Linked DNA regions of Mus musculus: all the other regions are linked to region 3. A link is a contact called in public HiChIP or PLAC-seq data. All regions are on one chromosome and are shown on one strand. Each heading gives the region's core, a stretch centred on a gene start, on an enhancer-like site or on the middle of the called end of the contact. The rest is flanking DNA. Distances are from core to core; before and after follow the strand shown. Region 1 overlaps Dab2ip (disabled 2 interacting protein). Region 2 has its middle 26 kb from the start of Dab2ip. Region 3 has its middle 12 kb from the start of Gm46735. Region 4 overlaps Dab2ip (disabled 2 interacting protein).

Region 1 (3,413 bases), core at 194-2,693, 520 kb before region 3:
AGGAAACTCAGTACTGGGAGAATGGGAGCAGTTCTAAAGGCAGGAGCAGGGATAAGGAGAGGTGAAGAGACTGAGGGAGGAAGAGGATGGACCCATGGCGGGCCTCTTTGTGCCAGGTGCTTTGTTTTCGGAATCAGAAGTCTAAGAGGCAAGCTTGCTTCAGTGCTGGGTAAAGGGTGTAGAGGGCTTGCTGTACTTATCTAAGGTCCTGAGGCTAGTACAAAAGAACTGCCAGCCTCACAGCTCTTAAGTCCTCTGGTGGACACAGCCTATTGAGGACTGGCTGGCATCTCCTCTCGGCTGGGTTGGGTAGGCTGTTCTCTTAACCATGGGTAAGAACTACTGAGTGTCCAAGAGAGCACGACACATAGAGTCCTGCAGCATCTCTAGGTCCCTGGCACTGATGACACAGATGTGCAAGTGAAGCCTTCATGTGGGCCTGGCCACTGCTGAACTAGGCCAGAGGTAGAGGTTGTTAGACCCAAATCCTTGCCCATGACCATTGTCTCTGTAGCTCCTGAAGGGCAGACCTCTCATAGACAGCCCAAGTGCCAAATACACACATTCATTGAGCACCTATTGCATACCCATTGAGCACCTACTGCACGCCGTGTACCGTGCCAGGTGCTGGGATAATAACTCTGGCAGGGCACTTCATGCTTCCCACGGCTCCTCTGGATCTCATTAGGAGGTTGAATCTCTCCAATTGGATATTTATTTTCTTGTTTTCCAAGTAAGGAGACTGAAATAGAGAGGAGAGTGGCTTTGAGGTGACACCCGCAGCCACCAGCAAGGAACCAAGCCCATCCTGAGCCTTGACCTCTCCCTGGGTTGAGGGTATACTCTGGGGACTCGCAGCTGTTTCTTCCCAAAACTACATGCTGAGATGGAGTTTCAGGAAGCCAGGCCCACAGAGAATCCGTATCCAGGAGAGCAGGACTCCTGGGGCCACAGGAAGCACCTGCCTGGTCCTTGTCTCCACCCAGCAGGAATTGGTTGTTGGGGACAATTGTCTGTGTTTGGGGCAAGTCTGAGGTAGAAGAACAAAGAGAACCGCCTCTGCCAATGCAGCTCTGACCTTGAAAACCCCGTGGAGCTTCATTTAGTGGAAAGAAAGAGGGAAGAATTGGTTACCAGCTTCAAAGCAGGGCAGGCGTCCTGCAAGCAGCATCGGTGGAAACCTTGCCTTTGTGAGTTCTTGCTGTTGAATTCTCTTTTTCAGCTTGACAGAAGTCCTGGGGATCTTTGTTTGGCTTGGCCAGAGTTGCAGAGATGCCAGGATCACTGCTAACCTTGCCTGGACACTCCAAAGGCCTAGCCTTTAAACAAAGGTCATACAGTGAATGATCTCAGAGACCTACACACAGGCTGAACGTTACCAACTCATATGTCCTGCTGTCAGAGTACCCACCTGTGGGAGGGGCCTAGGATCGAAGTGAATCAGTTTGTACTGGCTGGGGGCAGGGCTTTGCAAGGAAGCAGTGTTGCAATCAGGATATCCTGGGCGGGTAAAGCTGGGGCTGACCTTATTTATCTGCCGTTTTAGTCTTTATCCACACACATTGGCAGGTCTTTGCTGTGTGTCAGAACCCACTGTGACCCTAGGAGAGGGTTGGTATGTTGTGGGCCCTGCTTTGCCCATGTGACATAGGAACCCTAGCTGAGGCGCTTCACAGCTGTGGTGACAATTTCAACAGTTTGTAGGGTTGTGTCCTTCTGGGGTCAGAGATGGCTGCTGGGCTTTGGTGGCAGAACTTTGGGCATGGAAGAGAAAGTTCTAAACTTGGTTTTTGTGACATTTGAAAATTTCGCATCTTTAAATGTTGGCAATTGATTCAAAATTTAAAAATGTCATATACTGTGTGGTTAAACAAAACATGAATGTTGACCAAATACAGCCTGCCCTCCAGTAAGAATCCTTTATGGTATGGTTGGCTGGAGTCCAGGAGGCTAGACGGCACCAGGCCAGGCCTTCTCGTAGAGGGGCAGGGCAGAAACAACGGAACCCGCTACCGTTTATTTAGTAGACTGTGCTTGCCCGGCTGTGAGCTGGCTTGGTCCCAGTGGTGTGCAGTGCCACCCTGAGAGCTTCTAGCCATGTTCACTGCCCCCTGGGTACTTCCCCAGCCTTACTACATAAATGCCCCTTTGGCCAGACAAGGGCCCAGAGAAGAAAAGTGGCTTAAGAGACTCCCTGGTGATACCTGTATCTTGCTCTTAGGCAGTGGTGCAGCTACACAGCTGTGGGATGATACTGTCCACACATGTGACCTTGCTGCTGTTAGCACCTGCCAACAGGGCAGGGCAGGCCCTTCCTGTGCTGCTAAGGAGAGCCTTCTCAGGGACCTTGTGCCCCGTGCTCTCCACCTTCCATTGTAGGTTCCTGCTTCTCAGAGCCTAGATCACCTCTGGCCTGGCTAAGGCCTGTCCGGGCCTGTAGGCATAACTTTCCCTTTTGTCTTTCTCCATTGGTTGTCACACTTTCTGTAATCTGTGTTTGATTTACAGAAGATCACCTGGTGCCTGGTCCTTCAGACTGTCCTCCAGGCTTAAGAAACTAATTATTCCTATAGTGTATGCGAAGCCTTAGGGCTAGAGTCAGAGGCAGCTGACCCTCAAGGCATCAGACTACAGACTATAAGTCATCAACAAATTCCCTTACTATATAGAGACTACCCATAAGTTCTGTGACTGCAGAGAACCCTGACTAATACATTGGTGGAACCCCTACAGCCAGGTTTTCATCCTCAGTGTGCGGAAGCAGGAGGAGAATGGAGAGCACCCCACCACTGCCCCTGTATGGCCTTGAAGGGTCTACTACTCCCAAATGCCTGTATCTGAGGTGGGGCTCCTGAGTGTTTCCCAGCCCTGCCTTCTGGGTGCTGACCTGAGTCAGGCAGAGGTCAGGGGTGATGAGAGCCATATTAGCCAGCTCTTAATCAGAGCACTCATCTCTGCCCTCCCATTCTCTTTCTTTATCTTCACTTAGCCTTTTTCAATGCAGAGATAATTAAAACCAGAAGTACTCAGCAGATTCCCACCCCACCAAAACCACCCTTTCCTCTGGAGAAAGATTGCAGGGGCTCACAGAAAATACTGTCCCTGTGCCTGGACCAGGTGCCATCCTCCTGTCCTCAGTTTACTTGGTTGGAAGGCCATGCAGTTTGTGCACCCTTGCAGTGAGCATTCCTGCCTCGCCTACAGCCCACAGCAGCTGGGCTGGGGACGTTCTCTAGGTATTCTAGTCCGTCCAGGAGTGGCGGGGGTTCTGGAGCATGGCTTTGGAGCAGTTTCACAGAGTCCAAGGCAGGCAGGTTGCCTGTTTCATTCACTGGTGCAGACAGAACTCCCTCAAGGGATCCTTAGGATTGAATTATTTCTGTTTTGTTCACCTGTGCTGTACCCTGGGGACA
Region 2 (3,148 bases), core at 458-2,957, 610 kb before region 3:
GGGTAATTTGGTGCTGCCGAACAGAGAGTGCTGCCACAGAGGCAGGGATCACCTGGCAAGCCATTCTTGGTAAAGGCGTTGCTGCTGATAGTTGCTGAGAGAGGGGCCAGAATGGAGACCATGGATAATGTGTTTTGTTTTAGACCTGGAATTCATATGTGGGCTGCACAGCGCTCTCTTACGCAGACCTGGGCAGGTCACCTGTGGGCAATGAGTGAAAGGCAGCTTGTCATCTCCCATGGGCTTCAGGATCATCCCTGCTGGGCACTGGCTCTGGCCTGACCCTGGCCTTGGCCCTCTCCATCTGTCTCCCAGGAGGCCTGGGAGGAGAGCCTTAAGGAAAGCATCTTTCCGGAGGGAACCTGACCTCAGTTCCTGGGCAGACCCACACGCTGGCCTTGGACCTGTGGCTGGAGGCATGGCAGTTCCTTGGAAGGGGAGGGCTGACCAGTACATCTGACTCCACAGGGGCTGTGCAGGGCTTGATGCCAGTGGAGAGCTCTGCCAGGGCCGGAGGGTGCAGTTCCCCTCCAGTCTGTCCCCAGCGAATACCCCTGCTTTCACTGCTGTTACGGATGTGGGAGGCAGAGCTGGGGTGGAAACTCCTCACTCTGTCCTCTCAAGGTCCCATGAAGGACTCCTGTAGAGGTCTTCTTCTTTCTCCCTGTCTTGCTCACTGAGGAAAAGGAGCTCCCAGGCCCACAGGTCCTGTTCCTTCTCACAGAGAGCATCCTCCCTTATGTGGCTTAGAGACTGTTCATGGGCTGTGGCCTGGGCATGACATGGCATTGGAATACCTACCCTTTTGTTTGCTTTTGCTTTTTAGACAGGGTCCCTCTACAGAGCCGTGGCTGTTCTGGAACTCACTCTGTAAACTAGGCTGGCCTTGAACGCACAGAGATCTTCCTGCCTCTGCTTTCTGAGGGCTGGGATTAATGGAGTTGGCCACTATGCCCAGCTGGACACCTCTACTTTTTTCATGAGGAAGTGGATCCTTTTTGTAGCACAGAAGAGTCCTTTGGGTTTCCTGATGTAGGGCCCCTGTAATCTTCAGTGCTTGGGGAGGGGCAGTTTCTCTGGCTCTGTGTGACTCTCAACTGAAGTTGGCACCATGCCCAGTCACCTGAGTATGTGTCTATTCAGCTTCTGGACTGATATTCCTGAACCCACAGAGACCCCTGGGAACTTGGGAATCTTTGTTGCCCTGAGACACTACTCAGTTCAGCTGTCCAACTCAGTGCTTGCATGGGGGTCCACGAGGGCCTTCTGCCACTAGAGACCAAAGCCTCCCTCAGATCAGCTGGCCAGACTTGTCAGCGTCCACCTGTCTGTCTGTCTGTCTGTCTGTCTGTCTGCCTGCCTGCCTGCCTGCCTGCCTGCCTGCCTCACTGCTTCACTGCCTCACTGCCTCTCTCATCTTGCTTTCACCTTCTCCCAGCTCTGTTTCTCCATTAAGCTGGGGAGGGAAGGTACCAAACCTAGCAGGAAGGGGACAAATACAGGAGGCCCAGAAACACATTCAGAATAGTGATTAGATCTGGAGTTGGAGCAATGGCTTAGTAGTTAAGAGCACTTGCTGCTCTGGCAGAGGCCTTTTGTTTTGTTTTGTTTTGTTTTTGGTTGTGGGTGCATCTAGCTGAGTCCTGTCTGAACTGTGCTATCTTACAAGTGCTTTTAAGCAGGCTCAGGAATGCAGCTCAGTGGGGAAAGGTGTTTACTAACAGCGTGCCAGAGACCTGAACTCCACCCCCAGCACCAGGGGGTGGGGACGTGCTTGTAAGGGCTGAAAACAGTTGAGTCAAAACTAAATAATGTAGACCGATTCTGAGTCTAACCATCGGTGCCCGGAAGCCCACTGACCAAATCCTGTCTTTCTCCAGATTCAGGAAATAATCTGCCTGGCAGGATGGTGCGTGCCCATATTCCTGGCACTTGGGAGGCAGAGGCAGGAGGATCACTGCAAGTTCAAGCCCAGCTCAGTTTGTGTAGTGAGCTTTATCCCATCAGGGCTTATACAGTGGGCTCTGTTTGTAAAGAGAGAGAAATGACCCTCAGTGCTAACTGATGGTGGATGGCTTCCCAAAGGAGTGGCCCTGCCATTCTGAGGAGGCCAGGGGTACCTCTGAGTCCTCAGGCTGTGACAGGACAGAGGTGCTGTCTGGGATGACACCGCCAGCTTGTGTCCACTGAGTGTCTACTAAATGCTGATGCTATTGTGGCTCAGATCTACAGACTTTCCTGCTGGATCACACAAGGCCACGCTTTTGCAAGAAACTGAGGCATTTTTGTTGTTGTTGTTAGTTTGTTTGTTTCCCCTTTCTCTTTTTCTTAGCAAGGGTTTGCTAAGAATTGACCCGTCTTTACATTTGGGTAGCCTGTGGCATGGTGGTCTTGGTCATGACTTTATGAGCTCTGGTAATTCATCCTTGGTTTCTGAAATAGTGATTAAATTCCTTGATTTTAAACTGAGCCTTTTCTGGCTTAGGTGTGAAGTCCTAATAGGATAATGGATGGTTATCTTATTGACCTCTAAACCTTTGTGGGTTTGAAGTAACTTGATTTTCTCCCATGACAGGTCCCTGTTGTGTAGGAGTGCAGCTAGAAGGAGCTAAACAGGGGACCAGAATGTGAAATCAAAGTTAGCAGGGCTCTATGTACTGTGCCTGCCCCACCCTGTGTGCCAAATTTAGCACAGTCAAATATTGTAGACACCAAATCCTTTGGCTGGTCATTGTTTTGAACAAAAACTAAAGGTCCTTCCCGCCCACCCTTCGTCGCAGCCTTCCAGACCCTTCTGCTCAGATGGCAGGCTCCTATTTTGGCTTCTTGGGCCAGCTGCTAGAGGAAGTTGCTGGATCCTGGGCCAGACTCCCCTCCCTCCTACCCTGCCCAGCTGGAGGCCTGGCTGTCACTCTCTGCCTGGTCACCTCTGCCCCCTAGGAGACCTAACAGACCAGGTAGCAAACGCTGGCCACCCTTCCCCACCCGCAGCACCATTCCAAGGTGTTTAAATGGGTCTGTGGGCTCAGCTGAGTTTGATGCTCTTTGCTGACTTGCCCATCTGTAAGATGGGATGACAGTAGCAGCCTCTTGGCTTCTTGGACGCATCTGTAGCTGGCTAATATGTCTCAGGTCCTTACTACCACCT
Region 3 (3,371 bases), core at 173-2,672:
CCTATTTGACCAACTCTTCAAAATGCAAACCATGCAGAGACTCTCTACTGCTCCCAGAAATATGAATTCCTACCCTAAGGTCTTACCAGGAATTTGACCAGGACAGGTGCTCATGAGGGCACTCCAGCTGGGTCCTCGTGCTCAGCCTAGCTCCTCATCCCTTCAGGGACTTTGCAAAGTCTGCTCCTTCTACCCAGAATGCTCCAGACTGAAGTGACCACTGCCGCATGGTAGCCTTCCCTAGTTTTTAGTAGCCTTCCCTAGCTGAGTTAGTGAGACAGAAAGAGAAATCCCAGAGATTAGCACGCAAAAGGCGACATGGAGAGGTTGGGAGCCCTTAGTTTAAGAGAGCATTGTTAGCCAAGGGAGCAGCTCTGTAAAGCCCTAGTCGCCTGCACTTGGGAGGGGCGGGTACTTTGTAAATGACTCATAACTGAGGTCCTGCCTCACTTCTTTCTTGCCTCCGTGGAGCCAGATCACAACGGAGGAAAGGTTTCAGCAGCCTGGTTCCAGCAGCCTCTCGGCTCTAATAAACCATCGCCTTTCCTGTAACCATCCATGTCCCCGTACAGTTCATTGTAAAGGGGCATCGGAACCTGAGAAACCCAGCGCCTCATCTCCAGACTCAGATCCCGATCCGTTCTATCAGTGTCCACTGACAGCTGTCCTATGCCCCTGGACCTTCCGCCTCACCACAACGACCGATCTGATTGTGTGTAGCCTTTAGTTTTCCTTCTGCCCAGACCTTGAGTGCTGAGATGGCAGGAACCTTCTTAATCCCCCACAGCCTGCTCAGTGCCACGAAGGAAGCCTCACACATTGTCCATTTGGCAAGGACCTGCTGAATGAACAAATGGATTTAACAGTATTTGTCAGCTGCATAGGGTGGGTTTATCATTCATCAAACGCGTCTGCGTCTTGGTCCATGCTTGTTGAGTATCCTCTGAGGCTGCCTCCACAGGTTCCAGAGGTGAACCAGTCACCATACGGCTGCTGATCTCTCAGCCTGAAAGAAGAGACTGACATCCCCCAGGTAAAATCATAAGATAACGCCAAGTACAGGAAGACAAAGCCGACGCTAGAGTGGAGAGGGATGTCAGAGAACATCTCTCCCAGGTGACATCTCAGAGGGATGAGTCCTGGCTTCTGAGACACGACTCTCCCCTGCTTGTGGTTGGTTGGACCCAAGGAGCATCCAGGTGTGGCGAACCCGGATTCTCAAACCCTTCCCGTTGGAGCAAAGACTCAGGAGGGGGCCTTCTGTGCGGTGGGTGGGTGCGTGAGGCGGCGCGGAAACCTCAAGCTGCTCTTCGTAGCAGCTGTGACTGGGTTCTTTCTGCGTGGTGAGAGGCGGGTTGCTTTGTGCACCGAGGCCTCAGCTGATTGTGGCCAGGCGCTTGGCACCCACAGACCGCGACCGCCAGGGTTTACCGAGCACCCCCGGCGCCCGGGCGGGCCGTGCGCAGCGCGCCAGCCCAATCTCGCCTCCTATATTCAGAGTTGATTAGACGCTATTTCTGCCTGGATTTTTCAGAAGGCTCAAGAGCTTTTTTAATCACTACAGTGGCTCATTACGCTTTTGCAGTGACACTCATGTCCTTCAGTTCTCTTCTCAGATTAGATTCTATAGTCAGATGAATATTGGATGATTTCATTACATACAAATGCAATCAACAGTTTTGCATAAATTTCTTCTCTTTTCTTGAGTTTCAATTGACCCCAGCACCCGTGGTGGCAGGCGCGATCCACATGCAAATGAGCTGGGTTTGCAGCGGAGGGGAGGGGCTGAGAGGAGGCGGGCACTAGCTCCAGCCGGGGGAGGCGGCAGCCTTGATTGCTCAGGCTTTGGGAGAGGGGCTTCGAGGAGCCAGGGGTGGTGTGCGGTGGAGGGGGCTTGTGTCTAGCCTTACGCTGGCCCAGGACTCCCAGTCTGTTCTCCAGGTGATCCGAAGCATAGGCATGCAGACTATCTGGGCTCAAAATGGACAGTGGAGCCCCTGACCTGGGCACCTGGGCTCACGGCAGGATGCTAGAAGTGACTCGGTGGAGGTTCTTTTTAACAACATGTGTTTTACTGTTTTAGCAACTAGCTGGTGGGTCTCCCTGAGCATTCCTGCTACGTGGTGGCTCTGACCAGATGAGAGCCCACGGTGCTGTTGTTATTATCATTATAGCATCATTATTCCTTGTGGGAGCTTATGCTGTGGTTCTGAGAGCAATCAGCAAACGGTGAAAGCCAGCCTAAGGCACTTGGCAGAGTTGAAACCTGTCTCATAGTTGTTCTCCCCGTCTCTTTCTCGATTTCTCCAGCTCTTTTGTGATGAAGGAAGACTCTTAAGGAGTTGAGCCTCTCGAGACTCCTACAGACTCTTACAGATGTTTGGCAACTCTGTTTCCCTCGGACTGGCCAGCTCTTTCAATGCAGAGCTCATTTCTGATTCACAGGATCCCTTGATGAATGGAGGCATTCTGCACCCTGCCCCAGAAGCACCTGTCTGTCTGCACCTGGGCTCTGAGTCTCTCAGCCCATCTCTCCTTGCTCTCCTGCCTGTGATAGCCCTGAGGTCAGCAGGTAGCAAGCCGGACATGGGAGCTGAAATCACCTTCCCTAGAGCTAAACAGAGTCTCTAAGACTGACTTGAGTTTCTCATCAGAGTTTGCCTCCAGGTGTTCCTAGTGGCCATGATGAATCCTAGATCTGGGTGAAATCAGCACCATGATGGAGGCCACAGGGGGTGGAGATGAAAGGGGACCTAGCTGTACAGTTTAACCTGCCACAGAGACAGCAAGCTTCTGGTATCCCAGAATGCAGGCCTGGATGTGTCCCACCTCACTTCCTTCTGGCAAGGTCTTTAGAAAATCTCCTACTGTGAATGCAGAGTATCTGGGACCTAGAGATAGATGTGCAAATGCACACATCGTGGGGAGCCTGGCAGGGATGCACCTGATGTTATCTTCACCCTGGACACAATGGGGCCCTGAAGTAGACACAGTGACTGCCATCCATGAAGCATGATTGGGTCATTATCTGTGCTGCACAGCCTGGCTCAGGCCCGTTCCGTCCCTTCCCTAAGTCCCTAGACTGGGTATGTGGACACTCAGGAATCTGTATTTAAACCAGTAGAGCCACGGAGATCCAGAGATGGGAAGGGCTAGCAAAAAAAGTCACACAGCATTGAAGCCAGAATCTTCTGCTGTGGTCTGGAGGGTCTTCTCTGTTCTGGCTGCACATTTCTTCCTCTGTTTGTTTGTTTGTTTGTTTGTTTATCCTAGCTCTATCTAGCTTGGTCCTTTGGCCAAGATATGCCTGTTTCTCTGCTCTCAATGTTGTCTGTTGCTGTTGCCAGAGTTAACCTCTGAATGAAACAGGG
Region 4 (3,454 bases), core at 849-3,348, 540 kb before region 3:
TGTACCATAGAGTGCAATCTGTTCAAAAATCCAAGCCTGCTGGGGAGACTCCTCAGGAAGGGCTGAGTTGGGAGAGCCCAGGGTTTATATGGAGGTCTAGGCCCCTGCCTGCCTGCTGTTCCCTAGGAGCTTTGACCTCCCTTAGTCTGCATTGTCTTGCCTGTGGATTACACCTTTGGAGAAGGGTCCCTCCAATCTACCCCTTAAATCAAGAGGTTTTATTGAGCTGCACAGCGTTTGAAAACCTGGATGTGGCCGGGCATGGTGTCGCACACCTTTAATCCCAGCACTCGGGAGGCAGAGGCAGGGGGATTTCTGGTCTACAAAGTGGACAGCCAGAGAAACCCTACACAGAGAAACCCTGTCTTGAAAAAAACAAAAACAAACAAAAAAGAAAACCTGGATGTGGGTACAGGGGTCAGGTGTATTTGGCACTACTACCTGGGAAGGTCTTTGGGTGAGGTGACATTTTAGTTGGCCTAGAAGGACATGTGGAATGCTGACAGGTGACAACAGGAAGAGATCAACGATGGATGGGAGAGGTTGAAGAGGAAGGAAATGTAGAGGGGAAAGGGCAGGAGGAGGGATAGCTTGGGCATTGTAAAAGAGGGTGTGTCCTGTGGGAACAGCTCTGGCAATAGCTCTCAGAGCTGGGTGTCCTTGGAGGATAACCTCATCTCTCTGCAAATAAAGTTTGCAGATAAGGGTTTTCTGGTGTTTTGCCTGTGTGCTGGTGACATAAGAGGATTTATTCAGCCCATTTTTGAGGTTGTCATGTCCAAGAGGTGGTGCTGCAGCACCTGACCTTCTATCAGCCCCACCCCTCCTACGATGGAAAAACTTCAAAATTCAGATCACAATGACAACACCGATTTCAAAATAAGTTAACACCCCTTTATGTCTGTCCTCGGGTCACCCAGAATCAAGGCTGAGTGGCTGGGTTCCAGCACCCCTTCTGTACAAGCCTTCCTCAGGGAGTTCCAGTTCTCAGTTCTTCTCCCTCAAGGCGCTTGCAGATTCTGAGCCCAGTGTCTTAGAATTCCTAATGCTAGGATTAGGAGAAACCATGACAAAGTAACATGATAAGGAAAGGGTTTATTCAGTTCACACTTCCATACCTTAGTTCATTATTGGAGGAAGTCAGGATAGGAATTCAAACAAGGTGGGAACCTGGAGGCAGGGGTTGATGCAGAAGCCATGGAGGGGTGCTGCTTAGTGGCTTGCTCCCCTTGGCTTGCTCAGCCTGCTTTCTTATAGAACTTGGGACCACCAGCCCAGGAGTGGCCTCACTCACAATAGCTGTGTCCTTACACATCAATCCTTAAATAAGAAAATGCCCTACAGCTGGATCATATGGAGGCATTTTCTTAATTGGGAGTTTCTCCTCTCAAATGACTTACCTGTATCAAGTTTACATAAAACTAGCCAGCTCCCCTTGAGCCTCACATCTACTCATCATCTGTCAAGTGTGTTCTGTCCAACCTGCAGGTACTGAGGCCTGGCTCCTCACCTGCCTCTTCATTAGTCCAGAAGCTCTGAGTGGGGTGAGGTGGTGAGCTGGGAATGGCTGGTGAATCCATGCATGATCTGAGACAGGTGTCCCCAAATTGGGGACACTCAGCAAACCCTTCAACACCTTGGGCCCCTCCTTAAGGGGTCACTAGAGGATCCTGTACCTATGGGGATTGTTTTTTTTGGGGGGGGGGATCCAAGCGTTTCAGCCTCCATCCTGACATCCAGCCATTGCCTGTCCGCCTTAGGGGGTCTAGATGGCCAGAGTGCTAGTAGGCGCGCTGGCCGTTTGGAGGACCTGCTCTCCCAGCCTTAGTTTCTTTCCTTCATCTGAGTAACCGCTCCTGTCAGTCCCCCCGACGGGGCGGGGTGTGAGGAATCCTCCTGGAGGTTGGGGGGTGTGGCCTGGTTGCAGAGGAAGGTGAGGTGAGGGGCTGTTGGTGGCGCAAGCCACTCAACCCGCCCCCACCCCCCAGCCTTGCCGCCCTTCCCTCTCAGCGCCGGGGGCGGAGGGGGGGGCTCGGGCATCCTCGGCCACGGTCGGAGGCACTCGGCTCTGTCGCCATGGCAACGGCGGCTTAGGGGCGGGGGCGACGTGGCGGGCTGGGCCGGCCGGCGGGCGGCGCGGGGTGGGCTGGGCCGCGCTGCGCGGGCCGGGCCGTCGGCGCTCGGTCGGCGGGCGGGCGGCGGCGCGGGCCGCGAGCTGCTGGGGCCGAGCCCGGCCCGCCGTGGGCCGCGAGGGTGCGGGTCCCGGCCCGCCGCCGCCGCGCTAACCCCGCCTCCCCTTCCCCCTCTTGTCGCCCCGCGCGCAGGGCTTCCTCAGCCGCCGCCTCAAGGGCTCCATCAAGCGCACCAAGAGCCAGCCCAAACTGGACCGCAACCACAGCTTCCGCCACATCCTGCCGGGGTTCCGGAGCGCAGCCGCCGCCGCCGCGGACAATGAGAGGTGAGCCCGTCGCCGCCCCGGCTGCGCCCCGAGGGCGCGGGGACAAAGCCGGAGCCGGGCAGGGCACTCTCCCGCGGGAGTGACGCCTCGCCAGCCTCCGGGAACTCCGGGAACGGGGCCCCCGTCGTGCTGGGGGACCGGGACTGTACCCTTCGTTGCTTTCACCGGCGCACCTAGGAGGGTGCTGGAGGTCCGGGGTGAGGCCGGGCAGCAAGTGCCCTCTCGGGCATGTGGGGTCCTGCCTCGCCTGGCCGAGGTGGGCATTGTTTTCTGAGCAGTGCTGTGCCTAGAGGTAGGGACGGAAGTGGTGCCTCCACCCTCAGGACCCATCCCCGGCCTACCGAGTCCCTCGCTGTCCGATACAAAAGGCATTTTCGGCTGGTTTTTGCCCAGACCCGGCAGCGCTCGTGGCGCGGAAAAGGGTGAACATCTGGAGGGGAGGAGCAGGGGGCTGGGCCGCTTAGGGGGCACATCTGCGCTAAGTAGGGCACGTGCTCCGCTGGGGGCTGGGGCGAGCCGAGCAGGCAGTGGCCAGGCGCTCGGTTAATGGGTATAACCTAAGACCCGGGAAAATGGGCCTTCCCCCTACAGTCTGGGCAGCTGCTCCCCTTCTTTACCTCCCGCTCCCAGGGGTGTCTTCTGTTCCCTGCTTCCTTCTGGGCAAGCTGAGAGCAGGTGTGGAAATTCCAGGGGGAGGTGGCTTGTGGGGCGAAGGGGAGGGGAGGAGGTTGTTGAGCCTGCTTTGGAGTCACTGGCAACGTGCAGGCTTCAGCTCGCAAGGGCAAGCCATCCTGTCCGTGCGGGGGCACTGGGCGGGCACAGCCTCTGGGGGCCCTGGTTCGCATCCTTGAGTCGTGTCAGCCACAGGCACCTTTCCACTTAGGCACAAGCAGTGATGGATTCCTGTGCCAGTTAGAACGTGTCGTGGAGGTGAAGGAACCAGTAGGCTCCAAGGAGCCTTTTCAGCATTCAGCCCCAACATCTTAGGCTCCTGGC

The links. HiChIP or PLAC-seq counts read pairs in DNA pulled down with a chosen protein or histone mark.
Region 1: a contact with region 3 is called in an HNF4G HiChIP or PLAC-seq map of pancreatic cancer cells. The contact joins two enhancer-like sites. A contact is called at or near these places in 1 of 39 promoter capture datasets (embryonic stem cells), 1 of 484 Hi-C or Micro-C datasets (embryonic stem cells) and 2 of 115 datasets of contacts at active chromatin or transcription factors (extraembryonic endoderm stem cells and pancreatic cancer cells).
Region 2: a contact with region 3 is called in a FOXA1 HiChIP or PLAC-seq map of pancreatic cancer cells. The contact joins two enhancer-like sites. A contact is called at or near these places in 1 of 484 Hi-C or Micro-C datasets (the N1E-115 cell line), 6 of 115 datasets of contacts at active chromatin or transcription factors (cardiomyocytes, embryonic stem cells, extraembryonic endoderm stem cells and 2 more) and 1 of 9 other capture datasets (embryonic stem cells).
Region 4: a contact with region 3 is called in an H3K4me3 HiChIP or PLAC-seq map of forebrain, with 4 times the contacts expected there. The contact joins two enhancer-like sites. A contact is called at or near these places in 1 of 15 datasets of contacts at CTCF or cohesin (large pre-B cells), 8 of 484 Hi-C or Micro-C datasets (the HL-1 cell line, LSK cells, the N1E-115 cell line and 5 more), 5 of 115 datasets of contacts at active chromatin or transcription factors (astrocytes, bone marrow-derived macrophages, embryonic stem cells and 2 more) and 1 of 9 other capture datasets (embryonic stem cells).

Annotation. Positions count from the first base shown.
Region 1 is chr2:35,679,013-35,682,425 of GRCm38.p6, forward strand. All of the region lies in intron 3 of Dab2ip (disabled 2 interacting protein), which reads left to right. Among named protein-coding and RNA genes, the nearest start is that of Dab2ip, 59 kb to the left of the region's middle. Within about 2 kb of position 1,444, at least 195 of the 459 cell types and tissues checked have an H3K27ac peak or open chromatin away from gene starts, as enhancers often do. A contact at or near this core is called in pancreatic cancer cells, where this site is marked.
Region 2 is chr2:35,594,209-35,597,356 of GRCm38.p6, forward strand. It overlaps a transcript of Dab2ip not described here. Among named protein-coding and RNA genes, the nearest start is that of Dab2ip, 26 kb to the right of the region's middle. Within about 2 kb of position 1,708, at least 26 of the 459 cell types and tissues checked have an H3K27ac peak or open chromatin away from gene starts, as enhancers often do. A contact at or near this core is called in pancreatic cancer cells, where this site is marked.
Region 3 is chr2:36,201,834-36,205,204 of GRCm38.p6, forward strand. No RefSeq gene overlaps it. Among named protein-coding and RNA genes, the nearest start is that of Gm46735, 12 kb to the left of the region's middle. Within about 2 kb of position 1,423, at least 85 of the 459 cell types and tissues checked have an H3K27ac peak or open chromatin away from gene starts, as enhancers often do. A contact at or near this core is called in the HL-1 cell line, forebrain and pancreatic cancer cells, where this site is marked.
Region 4 is chr2:35,659,168-35,662,621 of GRCm38.p6, forward strand. Dab2ip (disabled 2 interacting protein) reads left to right here. Exons shown (of 16, transcript NM_001114124.2): 3 at 2,325-2,458. Among named protein-coding and RNA genes, the nearest start is that of Dab2ip, 39 kb to the left of the region's middle. Within about 2 kb of position 2,099, at least 258 of the 459 cell types and tissues checked have an H3K27ac peak or open chromatin away from gene starts, as enhancers often do. A contact at or near this core is called in the HL-1 cell line, forebrain and pancreatic cancer cells, where this site is marked.